Regions from separate parts of the Gasterosteus aculeatus genome. Here region 1 is linked to region 2. A link is a contact called in public Hi-C data. All regions are on one chromosome and are shown on one strand. Each heading gives the region's core, a stretch centred on a gene start, on an enhancer-like site or on the middle of the called end of the contact. The rest is flanking DNA. Distances are from core to core; before and after follow the strand shown. Region 1 has its middle 19 kb from the start of LOC120812113. Region 2 holds the start of fzd8a (frizzled class receptor 8a).

What was found. A called contact is a pair of places that touch in the nucleus more often than the background predicts.
Region 1: a Hi-C map of skeletal muscle shows a contact between it and region 2, with 7 times the contacts expected there. The contact joins the enhancer-like site here to the promoter of fzd8a in region 2. A contact is called at or near these places in 4 of 6 Hi-C or Micro-C datasets (skeletal muscle, tail fin and whole body).

What each region holds. Positions count from the first base shown.
Region 1 is chr21:9,301,771-9,307,141 of fGasAcu3.hap1.1, reverse strand. No RefSeq gene overlaps it. Among protein-coding and RNA genes, the nearest start is that of LOC120812113, 19 kb to the right of the region's middle. Within about 2 kb of position 1,516, at least 1 of the 9 cell types and tissues checked has open chromatin away from gene starts, as enhancers often do.
Region 2 is chr21:9,206,321-9,211,749 of fGasAcu3.hap1.1, reverse strand. fzd8a (frizzled class receptor 8a) reads left to right here and starts at 3,399. Exons shown (of 1, transcript XM_040167733.2): 1 at 3,399-5,429. The coding sequence starts at 3,838.

The DNA of each region.
Region 1 (5,371 bases), core at 267-2,766, 97 kb before region 2:
TTACTATACTTGTGTGCAATGCTAATTCTTTTACTGTTTATAATTAACTGTATCTTTAAGATGCCAGCTGGTAGTCTAATACGACAAAATTATTACAGCGGGAATCTTTTACTGTAAATGCGTCTGTCTGACCTGCTTTCCAAACGAGAGGTCCTTGGGGGAGGATCTTTCCTACAAGATATCAAGTTGCATCCTCTTTTCCTCCGATCCATGCCCCAGCTGTCTGTCTGACAAACATCCTCCATTAATTGTCTTTTCCCTTTCATACACAATGTTGTCTAGACTGCAGTTAGTTATGGATAATGACAGGAGCTCACCTGGACCCCATGGCCTCGCAGTTGGTCGTTCGTTTCTCAGGTTGCAGCTCGGTCGGATTGCACTTTGAGCTGTGAGGCTGATGCAGGATCATGATGAATACACACATTTCTAGAGTTTGTTCACTGCGAAAGGAAATAAATGATTGCAATTTTACCTAAGCAAATGAAGAAAAGTGGTGGGAAATGCTGGCGCTAACAATGTCTAGATTTCTTTCAGCACACAGCGAGGCTCGGAGACCAGCGCAGGTTTGTGCATCACCTGCATAAAGATGGGAAACCCATGTTTTGTTTTCTTTACTGATTGCAACAGTTGTAGCAAGACGAATTCCCACAGAGAGCAGGAAGTATGGCGAGCGTCAGGTCTCCGTCTGGAGCCCCAAACTGGTGGAAAAACAGATCACAGACAGCTTTCTCACACGTTGTTGCGCACTAGATAATTGCAACTGCATTGACGGTTCAATTAGCAGTTTGTACCACTGGCAGTCATATTGGCCTGCAAGTATGAGTCAACAATATGGAAATTGTGTGATTACGGAGTCGTGAATCATCCGGAACGGTGCCTGCAATTATTCCTGAGGAAAATATGCAAGAACTTGGCCGCGGCCTCCTGCCACTCCTGCTGTCCTGCATGACCAAGACGTCAGCGCCTCCGGAGGAAAACTGGGCCTTTAATTGCAGGCAGGTCTGTGTTTACTTAGTGACACCGGGCGCCGTTGAACCATGTGTTTATTTTCTAATTGATGGTGACTTTAGAGGGGAATAAATCTTCCTTGTGCCGCCACGTAACCAAAAAAAAGAAAGTTAAAAGGTAAATGCTTCTTGTGGAAAAATAAACCTTTTTATTTTTGTGGCTGTGTCTTTGAAGAGCGAATGCATTAGGTTGTTTTGCAAACGCATTAGCGAGTAGTTGTTTCCCTCTCTTTTTCAAAATGTAACATATCCACCCTCAACCGGGGCTTCTCAAAATGATGAATCTTGGCTCCACACTCGCCTCATCATACGCTAAAAAACTCTGATGGCCTGTAATGTAGAGTCAGAGGCAGAGAACGATTTCTGTTACCATGAGGACAACTCTATCGCCAGTCCTGTGTCTGCTGCAGAGGACTCGCGGGACGCGCTCGCAGTGTGAACTGCTCCCAGGAGTATGTGGAATAGCCGAGAGGGGAAATGTAATATCTCAATGACGAGGAGAGCCTGCCAATTACAGTCAGCTCGGCACAGAGAAGCAGGATCAGACACATTGAAAACGGATGCGTTTGCAGACTCCCCAGAGAAGGCTCTCCATCAGGCGAGCTGCCAGTCCATTCCAATGGAAATATGAGCAGCAATGTGGGAATCCAAACAATATCGGAATTGTGAGCGATAACAGCGAGCTAAAGAATATATCTAAACAGGAGTATCTACGGCGATGTTGTTTTAAGATTACATGTACACTCAGGCCTGGGATTCCCCCCTCCGTTCTCTTTGGCACTTTGGTTGCACTCGTACAATGTTTGGATTGCTCTGCAGAGTATTTCTTCTACCAACACAAACGGACTGACCCATGGGCTCGACATTCCTCGCGCAGCAGATAAACGGCTTAACGTGAGACAAGCTAAACAAACTTTGCACAACTTGAAAATAATGACGATTTCCAGTTTTTGAGTTGATTTTTTCTGTTGCCTGTATTGCACTCTTTGGGGCGAGTCAATAACTGTTGAGGACTTTCTTCAGCAGGAGAAGTTAACAGATGAATAAAACCACTGAATGCCTATTGAAGTCAGTGATTTTAAGTTGATTATTAAGACAATGATGATACTTCCATATCCAACATAGTTACATAGAACAAACTACATAGAACATGTCCTGGGTTTCAATTTGCTGTCAATTTGCAATTTGCAACCCCCAGGAGCTAACCGAGTTATCGCCACACAACTGTGCACAGAGCACAGCCTGTTATATGCAGCTCAAACTGTATTTCCGAGATCCTTGCTCAATCACCACTAATTAACTCCTCCATGCCAAATAGAGGAGCGCAGAGCATAACAGTTCTAACTGGCTCGCACTAGAGTAAACAAGACCCCGGCGGGAATGAGGTCTCATCTTGTCTGGCTTGCCAGCCCATTTTAATAAATCGATGCGCTAATCATCGGCCGCGCACCGAGCGCCCCGGCCGCGCTTCCAGTCCCTCTCCTTTTGAGGTTAATTTAATTAGGTTCCAAATGCTGAAAAGCCTCTGACATGCCCTCAGAAGTGCATGGCGTAATTGATTTTCTTTTTCTCTTTTCTCTCTCCCTGATATTCTCTTCTTTTTAGGTGGAAACGATGTACGGGGTGAAGGGAGTTTAATGACAAAAAACAGTCAACAAAGAGCCAATTTCTGTGGCTTAGGGGGAAGTTTAGTTTATGATACAGCTACGGTGCAATGAAGGAAGAATAATCCTTAACAATTGAGTTGAAATATTACAATAACACTTTCCTTCTCCATTGATTTGGGGGTTTTTACCCAATTTGGCATTGCATTGTTAAAAAAGAAAGAGCTTACAGTGTCCGTCGATTGTGACACTTTGTTTATACAGTGTCAAAATAGCTCCATACGAAATGTAATTGACCCTTTGCAGCTGTTTAAATGGAAACATCGCCTTTCCACCATAAAAACCTATAGTTGGGGTTTCAAAATATCAGAATATCTCGTTTAAAGTGTTTCTCAGCCACGTTGCTGCTTTTCATTATCGTCTTGAGTTCTGTGAAAATAATAATTCTTATGTAATCATTGCATGTTTGCTTGAATTTTGAAAAAAACAGTGGCTGCCAGAACTTTGCATTAGGGGCATTGTTTTATACTGAAATTGCATTTAGTTGTCACTGTTTGTATTCAAAAAGAGGCCAATGTCTTTAGAAATGATTACTATGGGGATCTATCTAGATGCCTCTCTTTAAAAACAAAATATCAGCAATGCTCCTGTTTTTGTCTAAGCGGAATGTGTAAGTATTGTTGTTTGATTAAGGTTTCCATCTGCGTATACAAGGGATTGGTTTACCATTAAATAAATGCATTAATCCGTTTAAAAAATGAACAGTTAAAACTCATAAATATATTGTTTGTTTAACCCTTGTATGGTGTTCAGGTCTGTGGGACCCGTTTTCATTTATAAAAAACAACTCAAACTCAGACTCATCGGCCTTCACTCATTTTCTGCGAAGAACATATATCGCATCACATTTTCATCCACAAATCACCGTAACCCCCCTAAACATTTCATGGTGTTTGGGTCTTTGGGACTAATAAAATTGGTGAAACTGTCGGTCCTGTGTACCTTTATTCTTACAAGTCTACACTAGGAAACCTGATATAACAACGTCATCTCCAAAACCTGTTCGGAAAAATGTATACGAAATATTTGACATAGTAATTCGTAACAATACATACGTACTGGCGGTGGTTAACCACGCCCCTTGAGTGAACAACATGGCGGACCATGTAGGATTCTTGAGTGAACGTCTCTCCGCCATGTTGGATTTTTTGAGGGGGTTAGGGTTATTATTGTATTCTTACAATTTAACATTGATTTCTCGTTAAAAATGCAATCATAACACGTTTATTTTACATCGTTAGTCTTCACAAAGTGTGTTTACGGGGCGCAGGTCCCCATTCACTTTGAATAGGGTGACGTCATCAGTTGCCAGTCCGTATTTATTTAGTATGTATCACTACGAATTTGTATCTTCAAGATTTTCATATACATTTTTTCGAACAGGTTTTGGAGATCAGGCTGGATATAAATCTAGGGATGAGAGTTGTCCTGTTTTAAAACATATTGCATTATATTGTTGAGGTGTTTGGATGTGCACACCAATTTTTCGGATGGCTCATTTTAATGTAATACTGACTGGATAGGCTTTCACCCGCCCATGTTTGTCAAACTGAAGCAGAAGCCCACTTCTTCAACTTTCCCCTGACTCTTCAGCACTTAACATTTAGTTCAGAGCTGGAAAAAGTACTGAGGTCAACAGTCTGCCAGCATGCACTCACACACTGGGGAACTGAGATGTGGAGGGCTCCAGTAGCTCCTCAGGCCTGTTCAGCTCTCATCTGGACAAAATGCCTGGAAGCAAAAGCAGGAGCTGAGTGAAGGCCCTCGCTGTGCCAGCTCCCGATATCCATGCTGCATTCTCCCATTCCACCACCACCATCAAATTTGAGGGACCAGTACATCCATTGGCTCATACGATAGCATTACCGTATTTTCCGCACTATAAGGCGCACTGGATTATAAGGCGCACCTTCAATGAATTACCTATTTTAGAACATTTTTCATATATAGGGCGCACCGGATAATAAGACGCATAAGATACTGCAGTTTGAGACGTTTGACGTCGGGGCGGGTGGATGGGGCGGGTGTGGGGAGGTGGAGACTGTGCTTTCAGGGTCCGATCGATGCTACGAGGTTCATAGCACAATACCGCCATTATTAAAACGAAGAATGTTTACGAAAGGAACGGATCAGATTGAAGAACTTTTGTCGGAAGAAATGCGTAAATATGACCGCTTATACAACCCGTCATTGGCGGACTATGAGGACGCGCAGATGGCCTCCGATTCATGGAGGGAGATCTCTGCAAACGCCGGTTTGCCGGTCGAGGCGAACAAAGTTGTGGAGGAAAATACGGGACAGATGTGTCCGCGATGAAAAGCAGCAGTGGCGATGCACAGGGCAATAAAGTCTAGGATAAATAAATAAACAAATAAATAAATAGACGTGACTCTCTAGGTCGTCTTCAACAAAACACGTTACTCCGCCTGTTGTTCTGGAGGTGAATTGCTCTGCAACACACGCAAGACTTTTAGAATCATGAATTGAAACGAGTGCGTCGACGCAACAACGCAGACGCATGCGCCAGCCTTTAGAATAACTTATTTTCCCCGTTAAGATGGTTCAGCTACTGTAGAAAAAAGGGCACCGTCTCTCGCTCTTTAATCTCATGAAGTGCTCGGCAAGAACGACAGCTTTGTTTCTCCGACGCGCCCTGAAACAAGCTCCATATCTCACGCGCTTAAGCGCCGCTCAGCATCT
Region 2 (5,429 bases), core at 2,150-4,649:
GTTCTTCATCTTTTTATTTCAGTCGTTTCTCTTATTATCGGCTCTTCTCATGAAGCCTCCTGAATCTCACATGAATATCAATGATATGATTGTCGTCTCGATAACATAAGCCATGTCTCTAGCCTTGCAAAAGTACATTCTGCAGATGATCCAATCCAGTTTTAATGGTGTTATATGACAATATAAGAATGCGCATTTTCATTTAGTGTTAGTTTCATCTGAAGAACTCCAAATCACCAAATGTGGAGATACCGGTTTGCTTTGACGGTTTGATGGTTTTCTTTCTTTGAACAGTGACAAATAATGAGATTTGAGTAAATATTAATTTAGTCTGCAATAATAAATTATTACATGTAATCAATACATGAAGTGCTGAAAAAAACAAATGGGAATTAATAACCTGCATCCCAAAAGTTATAATTGATTGCTGATTAATGGTTAACTAAGCTACTAGTTACAAGTTATGAACCTCGTAGAAAAGGTCTTATTTTAAAATAGCACCACTTTTAGTTTGGTGCTGTGCGTAGTGAAGTTAAATTCCCCAAGCCGCCAGTGAAGCTGCTTTGTGCTGCTTAAGACTTAATTGTCTTGGTTTTGTAGTTCTTACTCTACATGCAAAGACACACACACGCAGGTCCTCCCTGGTCTCACAGACAGGGACTGCAGCTGTAAGGAAGGATTTACGGGGGTCGCCTGTCCTCCCAGCAGTAGGCTGATTGGAGGGGCTGGCTGTGTTTGTTAAGGTAATGGGCTCTAGGTGAGCTAATTCACAGGGTACACGCTCCACGCTCTGTCACCTCAGGACAACCACGCTAGGAAAAGGAGGCTGCCGGTGGGGGCTGGGTCTAGCAACTGGAGTGGGGTTCCAACTCTCCCCAAAACCCCCCTCAGCCTTGCTCCGTCTCCTCCAGCTCCACCTGAAAGTGATTACCAGGCCAGCCGTGAGCAAACAAGGCCCATATGGAGTGTCTATAGTGGAGCCGAGGCTGGGAGCCCTCCTCCACTCCTTTGGAGAGGAGAGGGCCTGAGCAAACACAGCTAATGAAGTCTTAACAAGCGGCCCCGGGTTAGCGCGAGCCCGCTAAATGCCACCGAGGCTCTTGGAATTGTGTCCAGCAGACTGGCTAAATCTCCTCGAGGCTTTCCTTAACAAGATAATGTTGTATTGTATTGGCCTATCTCGGTCTCGCCGTCTCGGAGGTAAGTCCTGGATCTGGCAGGCAGTCACACTCGATGGGGCGTCCCTTTTCTTCAGTTGGGAGCACTTGATTCTCGACGGACAGAATGGGGCTATAATTCGAACATTAACTTTGGATCTCAACGTGATTGTGGGTTTCATTCATTGGTCACAGAGTGTTTCCTTAAGGCTTTGGTCTGAGGGGGTGAGGGTACTTTCTCACAGCGTGCAGCTATCAGTTGCAAACAGGAGACGAGTGGATTTCCTCGTCGTGAATCACTACTGCAAAGAACCTCTCTGCCCTCGTCGTGGCTCTCCCACACTTTGACCATCTTACCCTCACTCCCTTCTTATTATGTGTTCTTTCTCACCCATCCCAAACGCCAGGGGTTTGTTATTTAAGGAAAATATCAAACAATCCCGCCTCTGCACAAACAGGCCCTTGCTCCAACTATGCAGCTCTGGCTAAAGCCAAACTCTTGTCCCCTAATCAAAAGCAAACAACCATTAACGAAGCTCCTAGCTTGTTATCTCAGAGCGGCGAATCACTTAATCAATCTTGGTTCACCTGATGTCCGGCACGCTATGGGGTTATTGCCTTTGCTCTGTGGGTCGAGGATGGATAAAAGACTTGGCTCCGCTCCCAACTCAATACAAGGAAAGTTAAATACCAGGACACAATGTTGCATTTTGCTTGGATGGGAAACAGAGGAAGTTGCCTGCACTGTGAGACCAAACACTGGCCTCCTAGCGCCTAAACTCTGTAAGTGAGTGCGTGCATGGTAGAGGACAAAATGCCTATTCAAAAACGCACCCCTCTTGTTTGTGGAGTGAATATCGGGTTTCGGACAGATGTGCCTATCACATGGTTGGCTTTCCTCGTGCCTCGTTTTCCCTGCAGCTGCATGGCTTTGCGTCCTTGGACAGCTCGTTATAATAACAATAAGCATTCTCACAGCAAAAAATATTGTTCATTGAGCATTTTAAGAATGAAAAAAATGACTTTCCTCATGTCGCAGAAAGATAATTGTGTCATTTAAGGTCCCCCTCTGGGGTCAAATAATGAGCATTATTTTTATACATGCTCCTCGTTTTCAGCATTTTATCATTTTTGACGAGGGTCATAATTATTAAGGTTATTAAGTTTAATATTTCAATTAGAACTCAAGAACACTCGTATTTACACTAGTGGAGTAAATGAAATAATCGACAGCACATAAGAATACCTTGAGAATATTACAAACACACTTTGCAGCAAATGTCTGTAGAGAAGATCCACATCACACATAACATTTGTTTTTTCAACCACAATGAGACTTGAAATAACCGCCGACGTCGCCAGACACGCGGAGCGTACCCGCTCATTTCAGAGTTGTGACGCCGTCTCGGCGCGCTCTGCCGACCGGGCTTCGCCTCGCGCAATTACCCCTCCCGTGGAGCTCCGTGTGAGCGTTAAACGAAACATTAGCACCTCATTTAAAAAATAAAACAGGCCTCTCACAAGGACAGACAGCTCCCTGGGTAGTCTTATCATGCGCAAATTAGCCAATTTACCACCCCCCCCCCCTCTCTCTCTCTCTCTCTCTCTCTCTCTCTCTCTCTCTCTCGCTCGCTCGCTCGCTCACACACACACTATAATTTGCAGATAGACACATTGTCGGTCTGCCAATGTTGTCACACTGAGGACGGAAGTTACCAGACTGAACACACCGTTCATTCGCTGAGCAACATTATGAGCAGGTTCCTTTCAACAGCTCACCTGTCTTTATATTATTATGATGTTACAAATTACTCTTTTGCCATTTGAAATATGTTTGGGGGGAGAATTCATTACAGGGTTATTACAGTTAATTGAAGAGCAGCCATGCCTCTGAGATTTACGTATTATCATGATAGCGCTGACTGTAATCTGCATTTTTGTGAAAATGTGGCACTTTCGAAAGTTGAAATAGTTGTTTTGGTGTCGACGTGTGGTTGTTCAGCCGGTGACCACGCGATGCTCCCTCGTTTTCTACACACCCTCCTCACACCGTCCCGCATCCCACAGGCAGACACGCTGTCAAACCACAGCGTGATCGGGATGCATCTACTACATCTTTTTCAGGGAGAAACACTTGATAGTCTGCTGGGAAGCATCACGCCCCCTTCCGCTCTGTGATTGGAGGAGCGGCTCTGGGGGTGTGGCTTGTGATGCCTCGGGTATATATCGGCACCGCTTCGTCTCCCAGCCGATGATTTGTATGGGAACACGGACCAAAGTGGGACGAGCCTACTGGATGTAGTCGCTGTGTTTTGGCAGAAAGAAACCAGGCCCACCTTCCCCCGTTTACAGCGATCGGACGGCAGCAGCACGTGGGGTGTTCTAAATAACAGAGGATACTGAAAGCAGTTTGCAGAGGAAGGTGGATTCTCCTCTCAGCCATCTTGACTGCTCGCCGCCCTGAGGGCTGTTTTCTCCCCTCCTCCTCCTCCTCCTCCTCCTCCTCCTCAGCTGAAAGTAAACACGGCTTGCACATTGCTTGGAAGTCCATGCAGGTCCCCGGGAGAAACGAGATGGGCTCGCTGCGCAACATCTAACCGGACTCGAAGCGAAAGCAGACGGCGGAGAGGGTTTATTGGCACCAGAGCAGAAGAAGGGGGGGACACGACGAGCCGGAGGGATGGACCTGTTTGGGGTTTACCTGCTCCTCTCGCTCGCTCTCCTGCCCCGATCCAGCTGCACCACGGCCAAGGAGATCACCTGCCAGGAGATCGCCGTGCCCCTGTGTAAGGGGATCGGCTACAACTACACCTACATGCCCAACCAGTTCAACCACGACACGCAGGACGAGGCTGGACTGGAGGTGCACCAGTTCTGGCCTCTTGTCGAGATCCAGTGTTCGCCGGACCTGAAGTTCTTCCTGTGCAGCATGTACACCCCGATCTGCCTGGATGACTATAAAAAACCTCTGCCGCCGTGCCGGAGCGTGTGCGAGAGAGCCCGGGCGGGCTGCGCGCCCCTCATGAGGCAGTACGGCTTCCCCTGGCCGGACCGCATGAAGTGCGACCTGCTGCCGGTGCAGGGCAACCCCGACACCCTGTGCATGGACTATAACAGGACCGACTCCACCACGGTGTCCCCCGTCCACCCCAAACCCACCAACCACCCCGCGAAGGGTTACAACCCCCCTAAAAATAAGCCGAGCCGACCGGGCGCGCCTGGGAAATACAAGCCGCCCACCACCCCGTGTGAGCCGGGGTGCAAGTGCTTGGAGCCCATGGTGCAGGTGAACGCGGACCGTCACCCGCTCTACAACCGAGTCAAAACAGGACAGGTCACCAACTGTGCCATGCCGTGCCACAACCCGTACTTTACGCACGACGAGAGAGCGTTCACCGCCTTCTGGATAGGGCTCTGGTCCGTGTTGTGCTTCGTGTCAACTTTCGCCACCGTGGCCACTTTCCTCATCGACATGGAGCGCTTCAAGTATCCGGAGCGACCCATCATCTTCCTCTCGGCCTGTTACATGTTCGTGTCGGTCGGTTACATCGTTCGACTCATCGCCGGGCACGAGAAAGTGGCGTGCCACCGGGAGTTCGATCTGGAGCACATCCACTACGAGACCACCGGCCCCGCGCTCTGCACCGTGGTCTTCCTCCTCATTTACTTCTTCGGCATGGCCAGCTCCATCTGGTGGGTCATCCTGTCTCTGACCTGGTTCCTCGCGGCCGGGATGAAGTGGGGCAACGAGGCGATCGCCAGCTACTCCCAGTACTTCCACCTGGCCGCGTGGCTCATCCCCAGCATGAAGTCCATCGCGGTGCTGGCGCTGAGCTCCGTGGACGGGGACTCCGTGGCTGGCATCTGCTACGTGGGGAACCAGAACCTGGACAACTTGCGGGGCTTCGTCCTGGCCCCTCTGGTGATTTATTTGTTCATAGGCACTATGTTCCTCCTGGCCGGGTTCGTGTCCCTGTTCAGGATCCGCAGCGTCATCAAGCAAGGCGGCACTAAGACGGACAAGCTGGAGAAGCTGATGATTCGGATCGGGATCTTCACGGTGCTCTACACGGTGCCCGCCACCATCATAGTCGCGTGCTACTTTTACGAGCAGCACAACCGGCAGAGCTGGGAGATCACGCACAACTGCTCCAACTGCCTGCTGGAGCGCGACCGCAGCAGCCCGGACTACGCTGTTTTCATGTTAAAGTACTTCATGTGCCTTCTGGTGGGCATCACGTCCGGCGTGTGGATCTGGTCGGGGAAAACTTT